Regions from separate parts of the Rattus norvegicus genome. Here region 1 is linked to region 2. Evidence: chromatin contacts called from public Hi-C data. All regions are on one chromosome and are shown on one strand. The core of a region is the stretch at or near the end of the contact, and the rest is flanking DNA. Distances in the headings are between cores, read along the strand shown. Region 1 overlaps Tnfrsf14 (TNF receptor superfamily member 14). Region 2 overlaps Mmel1 (membrane metallo-endopeptidase-like 1).

Region 1 (5,634 bases), core at 1,429-3,928, 44 kb before region 2:
ATTTTCTACTTGTCATAGGAAATAAATATTTTTGTTACACACCCTGTCTCTATCGTGTGTCTTATCAAACACCTGTCTGTCCTGTGAGAGTAACAGTGGCTGCTCCAAGGTGACTATGTTCTCTTGCCACCTAGTCACTTGGCGAGGGTTCTCCACTGGTGGGAGGTGTAGTCACCCTCGCTGATGTGTCAGCAACCACTGGGTTTTTTCATCCTGCTCGGCGATTGATCTCATCGCTGCCATATTTTCTGGCCCCCCACATTTCCATGGGCATCTTCTCCAATAGGAACCTTTGAACATAGAGCATCGGTTCACGGGAGTGACTGCCAGGCAAGCCGGGTGCTGTGTTCCAGGCTCATCTGTCCCCCTGCCCGAGTCCTGGCATCTCCCGAGAACTGTTTGCATTTATAAAGAACAGTGTTCAGAGGTCGAGACGGTGGCTAATTGCGCTCGCTCTGAGGCGTGCAGCGGACAACTTTGATCGTCAGCTTGGCTGAGTTCAGAAGTGCCCATGAGGGAGCAGGCTCAGGTGCGCTTGTGGAGCATCTCCAGGGATGGTTGGCTGAGGGGAAAGTCCCGTCCTGAGCATGGGATATGCCCAGATGAAAGGAGAGTGGGAAAGAGGCTCTCCTATGTGCACACCAACATTCCCTTTCTGCTCCCTGGCTGCTGTGAGCGGAGCAACCCTGCTCTACCACACAGATCTATACAAGCCTCTGCCGTACCACAGGCCTAGAAGCAGTGAAGCCAGCGGCCATAAACTCTGCTGAAACAGTGAGCTGAAACATAGCCTTCCTCCTTGAATTGCTCCCCTGATCTCCTGAGGTGTTTGCCATAGCAATGGAAAGCTTCATTAGGCTACACGCTATACCTCTGTGTATCTTAGTCACTGTTGTGTTGTTGTGAAGAGATACCATGAACAAGACTACACACACACACACACACACACACACACACACACACACACACAGAGCAGGGAGAACTGGTCCCGATGTGGGCTTTTGAAACCTCACCCCCTGCGATACACCTCTTCCAGTAAGGCCACACCTCCTAATCCTTCCCAAACAGTTCCGCTAACTGGGGACTAAGCATCCAAACAGATGACCTTATGGGGCCATTCTCACTCAAACCACCATAATCTCTTCTCATCTGTTTGTATCATCCATCCATCTTCTCTCTTCACCATCTGTCTTTTCTTATCTTCCATATGTCTGTCTTCTTCACTCCACGTAACCTTGCTATTCATCCACTCTTTAGCCCGTGGAACACGGAGAGAAACTTGTATGTTAATGCTAGTGGTTGAGGAAGTTGAGTTAGGAGGCAGAGGTGGGAAGGTTGTACTCATGCCTGATGTTTGCTGTTTCCGGCAGATTATAATTAGAACTGTGGAACAAGTCTGCATTCACGACTCACAAAGAGGACATCGGCACATGAAGCTGTCATCATGAACAGGGTCTCCAGTAACACGGAGGGCTCTGACCACCAAGGAACCACACCAACTTTGGGTATGCGTTCACATGAATGGATGCAGCTTGGCCTGATGCAGCCTTCCTGAGTCTTAACCACACAGCGGCCGCTGACCTATTTGGTCTGTTTTCTTCACAGAGTCTCCTAGCAAACTACAAGAGGCAAAACCATTAGTGAGTGGCATGAAACATTATGTGGAGACTCTTTGCTATCAGCACCCAGAACGTGCTTGATGCCCCTGGTGTCAGCTTGAGACAATTCAGGCAAACCAGTCTTGACTGACATCACTTTTTCCTGGTTACTTTCTAAGCCCTTCATTCTGATTAAATTGCAGGGGTCAGTTTTCTGCCACCCAACCCCATGCTTTGCCTGTAAGTCCCCAGTAAAATGCCCATTGTATTGTTCTAGATCTGCTGGCCTTTGGCTTTGCTCTGATTACATCTAGGGCCGAGTCTTCAAACACAAGGCTCAGGTTGCCTTGGAAGAGCGCTCGATAGCGGAGCTGTGAATTTAAAATTAGATGCTAGAATTACTGGGAGATGGCAGAGTGGTTGTTAAACAAGATTTGGGGGGCTGGAGAGATGGCTCAGAGGTTAAGAGCACTGTCTGCTCTTCCAGAGGTCCTGAGTTCAATTCCCAGCAACCACATGGTGGCTCACAACCATCTATATTCAGGTCTGGTGCCCTCTTCTGGCCTGCAGGCATACATGCAGGCAGAAAGCTGTATGATGTATACATAATAAATAAATAAATAAATATTAAAAAAAAAAAACAAGATTTGGGCACAGTGGGCCTGAGAGCTGCTCTTCTTGGTGCTCACAGAATGGGTAGGCATTCAGGAGCAGAGACACAGCAGGGCCCGAGACACTGCCACCTTCTCTGCCAGTGCAGAACCCTCTTCTCTCTATTCTGGTCTCCTATAGCAGCACAGGGCAAACATGTTCAACCAAGCACAGGCAGAGGTCACATCCACCCAAATAAATGGACGCCTGGGGCCAGCTGCACGACACCGTGTTCCTACTGTTCCTTGAGAGGGCTCTAAGAGTGTAGAGGACCCTGGGGCTGCCCAGTCTGGATCAGCACTGGAGCCAAGGGTCACCAGAACCGGTGCCTTCAAGCCACACTGACTCAAGCTACACAAGAGGTGCAGTGGGGGACCCTGAGGGCATCCTGTTCTTTGTAGCCGGCTGCCCACAATAGATGCCTGTCCTGAACGTGGTTTCATTTTGACAGTCTGACCTCTGGAGCTTCTCTTAATCCTTCTGGGAGGAGCCAACTCCTAGGTCCAGGAACTGGTGACCTGGGAGTTTGTAATTTACATTCAGACGAGCCAATCTGGAGTCCAGCAGTGGGAGCTACTGTTCTCAGTGCTTGGCTCAAACACCTGACAGGAAACCATGTAAGGAAGAAGGGGTTATTTTGGTTCCTGGTTTCAGGTCCGTCGTGGTGGGAAAGACAGGTGTGTGAGTTGGCCGGGTCACCTTGCGTCCACGGCGAGGAAGTTCAGTGCTAGGTGAGGATGTTCAGCTTCCTTTCTGAGCTTTCGTTCAGTTCAAGACCCTCGCCCTCGGAGGGACACTCCCTCACTTTAGGCTGGGTCTATCCACCTCAACCCAGTTCCATTGGGGGGGGGGGTGATTCTAAATCCCATCGAGTTAATAATCAGTGTTAACCATTGCACTGCTGGACTTTAGAGCAGCAGCCTGTGCCCGACAAGCTCAGTTTGGACTCCAGCCCCCGAGGAGGCAATATAACAGGGTTAATTTTTAATTTTTGAAAAGCTAAACTGCCAGCTCGCATCATGGCAGTTAATCTGCATCACGAGCCACAGGACAAGGCTGCACTGTCTCTTCAGCAGGTTGGTTAGAACAGCCGGGCAACATTAGGCTGCCCGCCATGCTGGGTTTCCAGACCAGCTTCATGTATTGTGTGATTCCTCTCCCCCCAACCCCCAGAGATGCAAGCGAATGCCTAATCGCCCCCATATTGGATGCTGAAGACCTTTGCCCTCCAGGTCCCACCCCAGGGGCTTCTGAGGTGTGGGCCTCAGAAGTGTCCTGGGAATGAGGTGCAGCCCCAGAAGCTGCAGGGATAGGCTAAGTGGTGGCGGGTTTGAAGGAAAGCGCCAAGGTTCATCTGAGGCCCAGGAAGTGGTAAGGGCTGGACTCACTAGAACGGAGTCAGCAGATGGCCACACTGGGAAAGAGGACAGATATCTAGTGACCCCGGCAAGTCCATCTTTCTGAGCAGAAGTTGAGGTTAAAACAGAGGCAGGGGCATGCATATTCCAGTAGTCCTGGGTAAGGCGTGGTCCCACCCATCACCCACCGCCTCTCCTGTGAAGTGGGCTGATGAATGGAAAGTCTCTTTTCAGGAGAGCAGCTTCTCTTCTTGTTGGCCTATGCTTTAGGCTTTCTCCTCTCATGGGGTGAGAATTCTGAGGTGATTTCAGTTCCCTGGGGCCCACTGCTTCAATAGTCTGAGAGTTGGTGAGAGGAACAATACGAGTCTTTAGAATATCTTCCTCCCTGCCGGTTAGTCACACCACCTAGAGGTGTCCTCTGAGGCCTTTATACCCCAGACCAATGATCCCTAGGGCTCCAGAGCTAAGATTGGCCCCTACAGCTCAGAGTCTGTAAAGCCAGCTCCATCAATCAACCGTCATCATGTCTTCAGTTTGTGACCCCCAGAGTTCATGCCTCTCAACCCAAATTGGTCCCTGTACCTCAGAGTCTGGGAAACTGTCCTCTGTGCAGACCAAGCCTAGGCCCGCTCAATGACCTTGACTGGCCTTTCCCATGGAAACTACACGAAGGCTCTCACCTGTAGGGACTCTGCTTCTTCTGCTTGCTGATCAGCCCTGGGGCTTCCCCGGGTGGCCTTGTGTGGCACGGGCAGGGCAGGGGCGGGGGAGCTGTAACAAGCCTGCTTCTCCATGGTGGTTTCCCTGATCAGCACCCTTGCCAGCCTGCACCGTGGTAATGCCCGCAATGTGAGACAGGCACAGGACAAGGCTGTCCAGTGGATGGCCAGAGAGACAGAACAACCTTAGGTCACAGGCCTGGGTTTTCAGCCTAGCTGCTCTTCTTCATGTACTGTGTGGCTTTTGCTTAGAAAACATGAGTAAGGGGCTGGAGAGATGGTTCAGTGGTTAAGAGCACTGACTGCTCTTCCAGAGGTCCTGAGTTCAATTCCCAGCAACCACATGGTGGCTCACAACCATCTGTAATGGGATCTGATGTTCTCTTCTGGTGTGTCGGAAGACAGTGACTGTGTACTCATGTATAATAAATAAATAAATCTTAAAAGAGAAGGAGGAGGAAGAGGAGGAGGAGGAAGAGGAAGAGGAGGAGGAGGAAGAGGAAGAAGAGGAAGAGGAGGAGAAAAGGAAGCCAGATTCTATTTGTGAAAGGCTTTACTTTAAAAAAAAAAAAAAGAAAGAAAGAAAAGAAAACATGAGGAAACGTCTAGTTACCCCAGATAGGGCACTGAAGATAAAACAAAAAGCAAAAAGAACCTGATACTACCTGGATCTAGCTTAGAGAAGCAGATGGAAGTCTCTCCTCTCAGCTGCTAGGATCCCTAACCCTGGATCTCAGGGCTGTGTGTGAAGCAGTTGGGGCCAGGCTGAAACCCCTTGGTACCAGGTTTCCGCTCCAGGCAGCCCCTGCTTCCTGTGCCCTTCAGGTCCTCCCTGTTGCGGGGCCTCTGAAGAGGCTGCCTTGGAAACGTTCTAGGGGTGTGGTGTGGTCCACAGAAGCTGGTGGGAATGGGTTGAGGCACCGGCACCCGGTGTAGGAGGGCAGCACAGAGGCAGGAGGGAAGGAAAGCGGCGTGGCTCACCTGAGGCCTCGGAACGGGCGAGGGCAGGACTTACCAAGGTGCGTGCAGCATCTGCAGAGCACCACGGGTAACAGCTCCAGAGACTGTGCCTGTGCAGGAGGCTGACTCTTGGTTTGTTCCTAGCTGAGTGCCAAGCAACTCGGCTGTTTAGGCAGCACCTCAGCAGAGTACCTGAGCCCACTCAGTCAAGGTGATTACCATGGCGGTGGTAGCTCAGCGCCAGCCCTGAGGATTTAGGGGACTATAAAGCAAGGGGGCAATGGTTGGGTACACGAGGCTGAAGGGGAGACACTCGGGATGGTGCTGTGGGTTTCAAGCTCCCCA
Region 2 (5,559 bases), core at 891-3,390:
CAGCTGTTAAAGCTAAAAATGAGACCACATGGGACAAGAGGTGTTCAGCGAACTTGCTGTGAAAACCTGGCAAGCTATTGTGGAAAGAACCGATTCTCAAAGAGCTGTTCTTGTACTGTGTGAGTCATGTGTTTTTTCTCTCTCTCTCTCTCTCTCTCTCTCTCTCTCTCTCTCTCTCTCTCCTCTCTCTGTCTCCTCCTCTCTCTCTCCTCTCTCTGTCTCCTCCTTTCTCTGTTTTCTTCTCTCTCTGTCTCTGTTTCTTTCTCTCTGTCTCCCTCTCTCTGCCTCTGTCTGTCTCCATCATCTGTCTCCCCCTCTGTCTCCTTCTCTGTCTCTCTGTCTCCCCCTCTGTCTCTGTCTCCCTCTGTTTCTGTTTCCCTCTCTCTGTTTCTGCCTCTCTCTCTCACACACACACACGCACACGTCCATACATTTTCACCCACACACAAATAACAAAATAGTATATATTTTTTAAAAAGGAAAGGATGTGGGGCTGGAGAGATGGCTCAGAGGTTAAGAGCACGGACTGCTCTTCCAGAGGTCCTGAGTTCAATTCCCAGCACCCACATGGTGGCTCACAACCATCTGTAATGGGATCTTCTGGTGTCTCTGAAGATAGCTACAGTGTACTTGTATATGATAAATAAATTAAAAATAAAGGAAAGGATGTGGCTGTTGAAGTTTATTAACAATTGCAGACCCAGAACGGGTAGAGTCCACCCAGCTGAAAGGAAAGAGACTTAAGGCGAGAATGATACTCTATGGAATTTACTAGGAACGCAAGGCAAAGCCAGGGAACAGAAACGATTACAGAAAAATCGAGTACTAGAAAGGACAGACCGAGAAAAGTCAAGTCTATAAGCAACCAGAATTTTCTTTCACTAATGTATGTGCTTCTTGTTTGTGTGGGGGAAATGGATATATGCACATGTGTGTAGAGGTTGGAGGTCAGCCTTGGGGGTGTTTCTCAGGCACCCTCCACATCATCTTTTGATGGCAGGCTGCTCACCAGATATGTTAGGCTGCCTACAGCCCCAGGGATCTCTCTGCCTTTGACTCCTTAGTACTGAGCTCTTTAATGGAGGCATCACCATAGCCAGCTTTTCTGTATGGATTCTGGGGATTGAACTCAGGCCTTTGCTGACTGAGCTCTCTCCATAGCCCTGTTAGAATTTTAGGAGTGAGGAGTAATATAGGACTCCCCTCCCTCTCTGTGTCTGTCTCTGTCTGTCTCTGCCCCCCCCTCTCTCTCTGTGTGTGTGTGTGTGTGTGTGTGTGTGTGTGTGTGTGTGTGTGTGTGTATGTATGATTCAAGACTCAAAACAAACCCAAGCTGGAAGAAATACAAGTGTTTTCTTAGATTTCTCATGATAAGCAAACAGAAGTGTAAAGACAAGGAGAAACCGACTCAGGAGACAGAACTGGGAGGGTTAATTTGACAGACAGTGGCATTAGACCGACGGGTTCTGAACAGCACAGTGCAAGTTAACACTGGATCTCGCTCTTTAAATCATTGTGCCCTGCTTAGCCTGGTTTGCTGAGACGGGCAGGTTGTTGTGACTGAGGGACGGAAGCAAGTAAAGTTATTTTCACATCCACCTCTGCTGACGATTTACAACAGACTATTTCCAGGTGGGCATTGCTGAGGTGTCTGATCACCAGAAAGGCCTGACGTGCTTGTAGCACTGTAGATTTGGAATTCTTGTTCTGGAAGATTCCCGAGTCCCACCTACATTGAAGTCAGTGATGGACAGTATATTTGTAGCCACCCTATTTAAGTGCTGAAGCTCTAACCCCCAGCACGTGTGCATGTATGTGTGAGCACATGCAAGTATGCACGTGTGTGCATGTGTGCGTGTGCACGTGTGCGAGTATGCATGCGTGTGAATGTGAATGCGTGCGCGGCCTGTGTTAGGGTTGGGGAACCAAAGTTGTTATAAGGTGAGGAACTTATTAGAACATGGTACAATTAAAAGCAACAGTAATTGTATATGGTCTGTGTGTGGTACTTAAAAACACGGTAGAAACCAAATACATAATTAGCAATTCCGTGTGTGTGTGTGTGTGTGTGTGTGTGTGTGTGTGTGTGTGTGTGTGTGTTCATCTGCACATAGGAAGCATAGGAAGCAAGAAAAGAGCAGGAAGTGCAGCCGAACTATTAAGCCCACCCCCAGTGACGTCCTTCCGCCAGCAAGGCTCCACCTCCTAAGGGTTCCATAACCTTTCCAACAGCGCCACCAGGCGGAGACCAAGTGATCGAACGCGGGATTCCACGCCAGGCATTTTACATTCAAAGCCCTACGAGGACCAACCTGTTTGTTATTCAAGCTGTCCCATAACTAGCAACTGTTTTAAAGGTACTGGTTGAAAACGGGTATGGAGGCGTATCCCTGTAATCCCGGTGCTTGCTAGGTAGGGGCAAAAAGATCAGAAGTTCAGGGTCATCCTTGGCTATATATACTATGTTGGAGATCAGCCTGGGCTCCCTCCCTCCTCCCGCCTGCCTTCCCTCCTCCCCCCACGCCCCACGCCCCCCACCCCCACGCCACACGCGCCACTCGCGCACCCGCGCACACACATCAAATACACAAAAGGCACAGACTGCTTTTGAAATGCTAAAGACAAGCCTTGTATAACAATCACTAGATAGAAAAAGGAACTGCCAAGAGAGTTATGAAATGAAGAAATCCAGACAATAGCCAGGAAAGAAAATGTAACTCTGAACTTTTCAGAGAGACAGACCAAGGGCTGGAGAGATGGCTCTGCTCTTGCAGAAGACCTGAGTCCAGATCCCAGCACCCACATAACTGTTGAGTGACTTTCAACTCCGGTTTCCAGAGGTGACCCCTTTTTTGGCCTCCGAGGGTTCTTACCCTCACGTGTGCATTCATCCTCCATGTACGTGTAATTCAAAATAAATAGTAAGTATTTTTGAATACAGCATAAAATACATAAGTGACAAGGGTGGGTTTTAGCAAAGGCTTTGGAGACATCTGGGATGTGCAATCTTGGTGTCTCACAGTCTAATTTACCTTCATACAGGACGAAATGTCAAGATCAATAGGGTCAGTGGCAAGACAGACTTCTTGTTACTAAATCTGATAACGACGGGTGTGATGGCCCCCTTTCTAAGCACTCCTGTTGCACTAAGATTTCAAACCCTCGTGCCAGCCTCTAATACACGCACTCCTGTAATTTCTGTTTTGCAGGTCGGGAAACTGAAGCCCAGAGATGTCGTGGAGGTTGACTGAGGTCACACAGCAGGGACGGGAGCTGGAATGCCCTGCCAGGCTGTATAGCTGGGCACTGGTGTGCATACCACCTCAGGCTCTTCCTGTCTTCACTGAGTAACAGGCAGAAAAGCCCAAAGATGAGCTGCAGACTGTAAGGACATAGCTCAGGTTCAGGCTGGTGACATCTTCCTGCAAAGAGGGCTGCTGGCAGGCTCAGCGTCACCTAAGTAGCTTTGCTGCTCTGCCAGGAAAGGAGCATGGGGACAATCAAGGAGGCAAGGCAGCGTACCACTGAAACTTTATTTACAAAAACAGGCAGAGGCTGTGGTCAGCCAACCTGAGAAACGAATATGGCTGCTTGTGAACAGAATTCCGGATGATCGCGAATGAAGGCGCAGTACCCAGCTACTTATGAAAATACTTGGCATTCAGAGCCTGCCAGATAGCAGGTCACTTGTTCAGAAACAAGTGAAACAAGCAAAGTCACTTGTTCAGAAAGACTGGGACCTGAGACTGACCCCCAGAATCCACGTAAAGGTGGAAGGATTGAATCAATTCCAAAAGGTGGTGTCTGACCTCCATACCATGCCACCACAAAGCACAGAAAATAAAATAGGAGTTCGGGGAGTCGGGGAAAGATTTGTTTATAATGTTAAACTAGCAAATAATTAAAAGAAAAAACAGCAACTATCAAAAGGATAATAAAAAGAATTTCAAGCAAATTGAGGGGGGTGGGGATAGCTTAGTTTGAACACAGGCAAGAAAGGCTGAAAAATGCATCAGAAACACAGCCAGTGTAGACAAAAGACACATTCTAGAGATCACAGGGAGGGAGCTAAGGAAAATCCTCCCAGTAAAAGACAATCCAGCCTTGCATGGCTGCAGGAGAAACAGCAGAGCCGTAACCGGAATGCTTCCGATGAAAGAACGGAAGTACTCATATTCAATTCTCTGAACCACTCGGAGAGCAGTGGCTCATGTCTTTGATCCCAGCACTCAGGAGACAGAGGCAGGTGAATCTCTGAATTGGAGGCCAGCCTGGTCTACAGAGTGAGTTCCAGGACAGCTAGGGCTACCCAGAGAAACCAGGCCAAACCAAACCAAACAAAAACCCAACAACAACAACAATAACAACAATAATTCTCTGGACTCATGTGGTAGCAGGAAAAACTGACCCTACAAATTGTCCTCTGACCGTCGTGTACCTCTGTCTGTCACGACACGCTCCTCCTCAAATAAATGTAACAGAAAAATTACAAATAAATTGGTTTCATTTATATGTATGTGGGTGTTTTCGCTTGTATGCATGCCTGTGTACCACCTGTGTGTCTGATGCCCATGGAAGCCAGAAGCTATCATATCTTCTAGAACTAGAATTACAGACAGTTGTTAGCTGCCATGTGGGTGTTAGGAATCAAACTCCTGTCCTCTGGGGGAGCAGCCAGTGCTCTTAACCACCGAGCCATCTCTCCAGCCCTCCAGCCCCATGGAAAAATATTTTCTTTTTTCTTTTTCTTTTTTAAAAAGAACAGAATCCAGAATGAAGAACATTGCTCAGGTAAGATCACTGCATAACGACATGTGGAAGAGTGATACTGTATGTATTACAGAGGCAAAGCACTCGTACACACAAACTAGAGATAAATAAACCATATATATAATTGCATAAACTTATGAACCAAGTTTGTAGCTTATGGCTTTTCTTTTTTTGCCAAGAGTGAGGAAAACACGTTAGAGTTCCCCCTCCCCCTTTTTGAGAGTCTACTTTATTTTCTGTGTAAGGGTGTTTTATATTTGTGTGTGTCTGCGCATCATGTGCACTCCTGGTGCCTGTGGAGACCAGAAGAGGGTGTCGGATCCCCTAGAACTGAAGTTGCAGACAGTTGTGAGCTGCTGTGTGGGTGCTGGGAATCTAACCTGGGTCCTCTGGAAGAGCAGCCAGTGCTCTTAAACTGCCGAGACACCTCTCCCAGCCCCTTATGGCTAAATTTATGTTCACTCACTAGTCTTGAATTGTTGATAAACTAATCCTCGATCCCACTCGGGGGAAATTGACAAGTCTCTGGTACAAGGTGTTCACAGACACTTTTTTTTTGAACAACTGGAAGGCCAAGTGATAAAATCTGGGACGGGAAAGATGGCTTAGCTGTTAATCCTTGGCTGCTCTTCTGGAGGTCCTGAGTTCAATTCCCAGCAACCACATGGTGGCTCGCGACCATCTGTAATGGAATCTGATGCCCTTGTCTGATGTGTCTGAAGACAGCTACAGTGTACTCACATATGTAATAAATAAATAAATAAATCTTTGAGAGTCAGCTTTCTTAAA

What was found. A called contact is a pair of places that touch in the nucleus more often than the background predicts.
Region 1: a Hi-C map of kidney shows a contact between it and region 2, with 2.9 times the contacts expected there. The contact joins two enhancer-like sites. A contact is called at or near these places in 7 of 12 Hi-C or Micro-C datasets (frontal cortex, hepatocytes, kidney and 3 more).

Annotation. Positions count from the first base shown.
Region 1 is chr5:170,762,820-170,768,453 of GRCr8, reverse strand. Tnfrsf14 (TNF receptor superfamily member 14) reads left to right here. Exons shown (of 8, transcript NM_001015034.1): 8 at 1-41. Among named protein-coding and RNA genes, the nearest start is that of Tnfrsf14, 10 kb to the left of the region's middle. Within about 2 kb of position 2,678, at least 4 of the 93 cell types and tissues checked have an H3K27ac peak or open chromatin away from gene starts, as enhancers often do. A contact at or near this core is called in kidney, where this site is marked.
Region 2 is chr5:170,718,727-170,724,285 of GRCr8, reverse strand. All of the region lies in intron 2 of Mmel1 (membrane metallo-endopeptidase-like 1), which reads right to left. Among named protein-coding and RNA genes, the nearest start is that of Mmel1, 7.9 kb to the right of the region's middle. Within about 2 kb of position 2,140, at least 33 of the 93 cell types and tissues checked have an H3K27ac peak or open chromatin away from gene starts, as enhancers often do. A contact at or near this core is called in kidney, where this site is marked.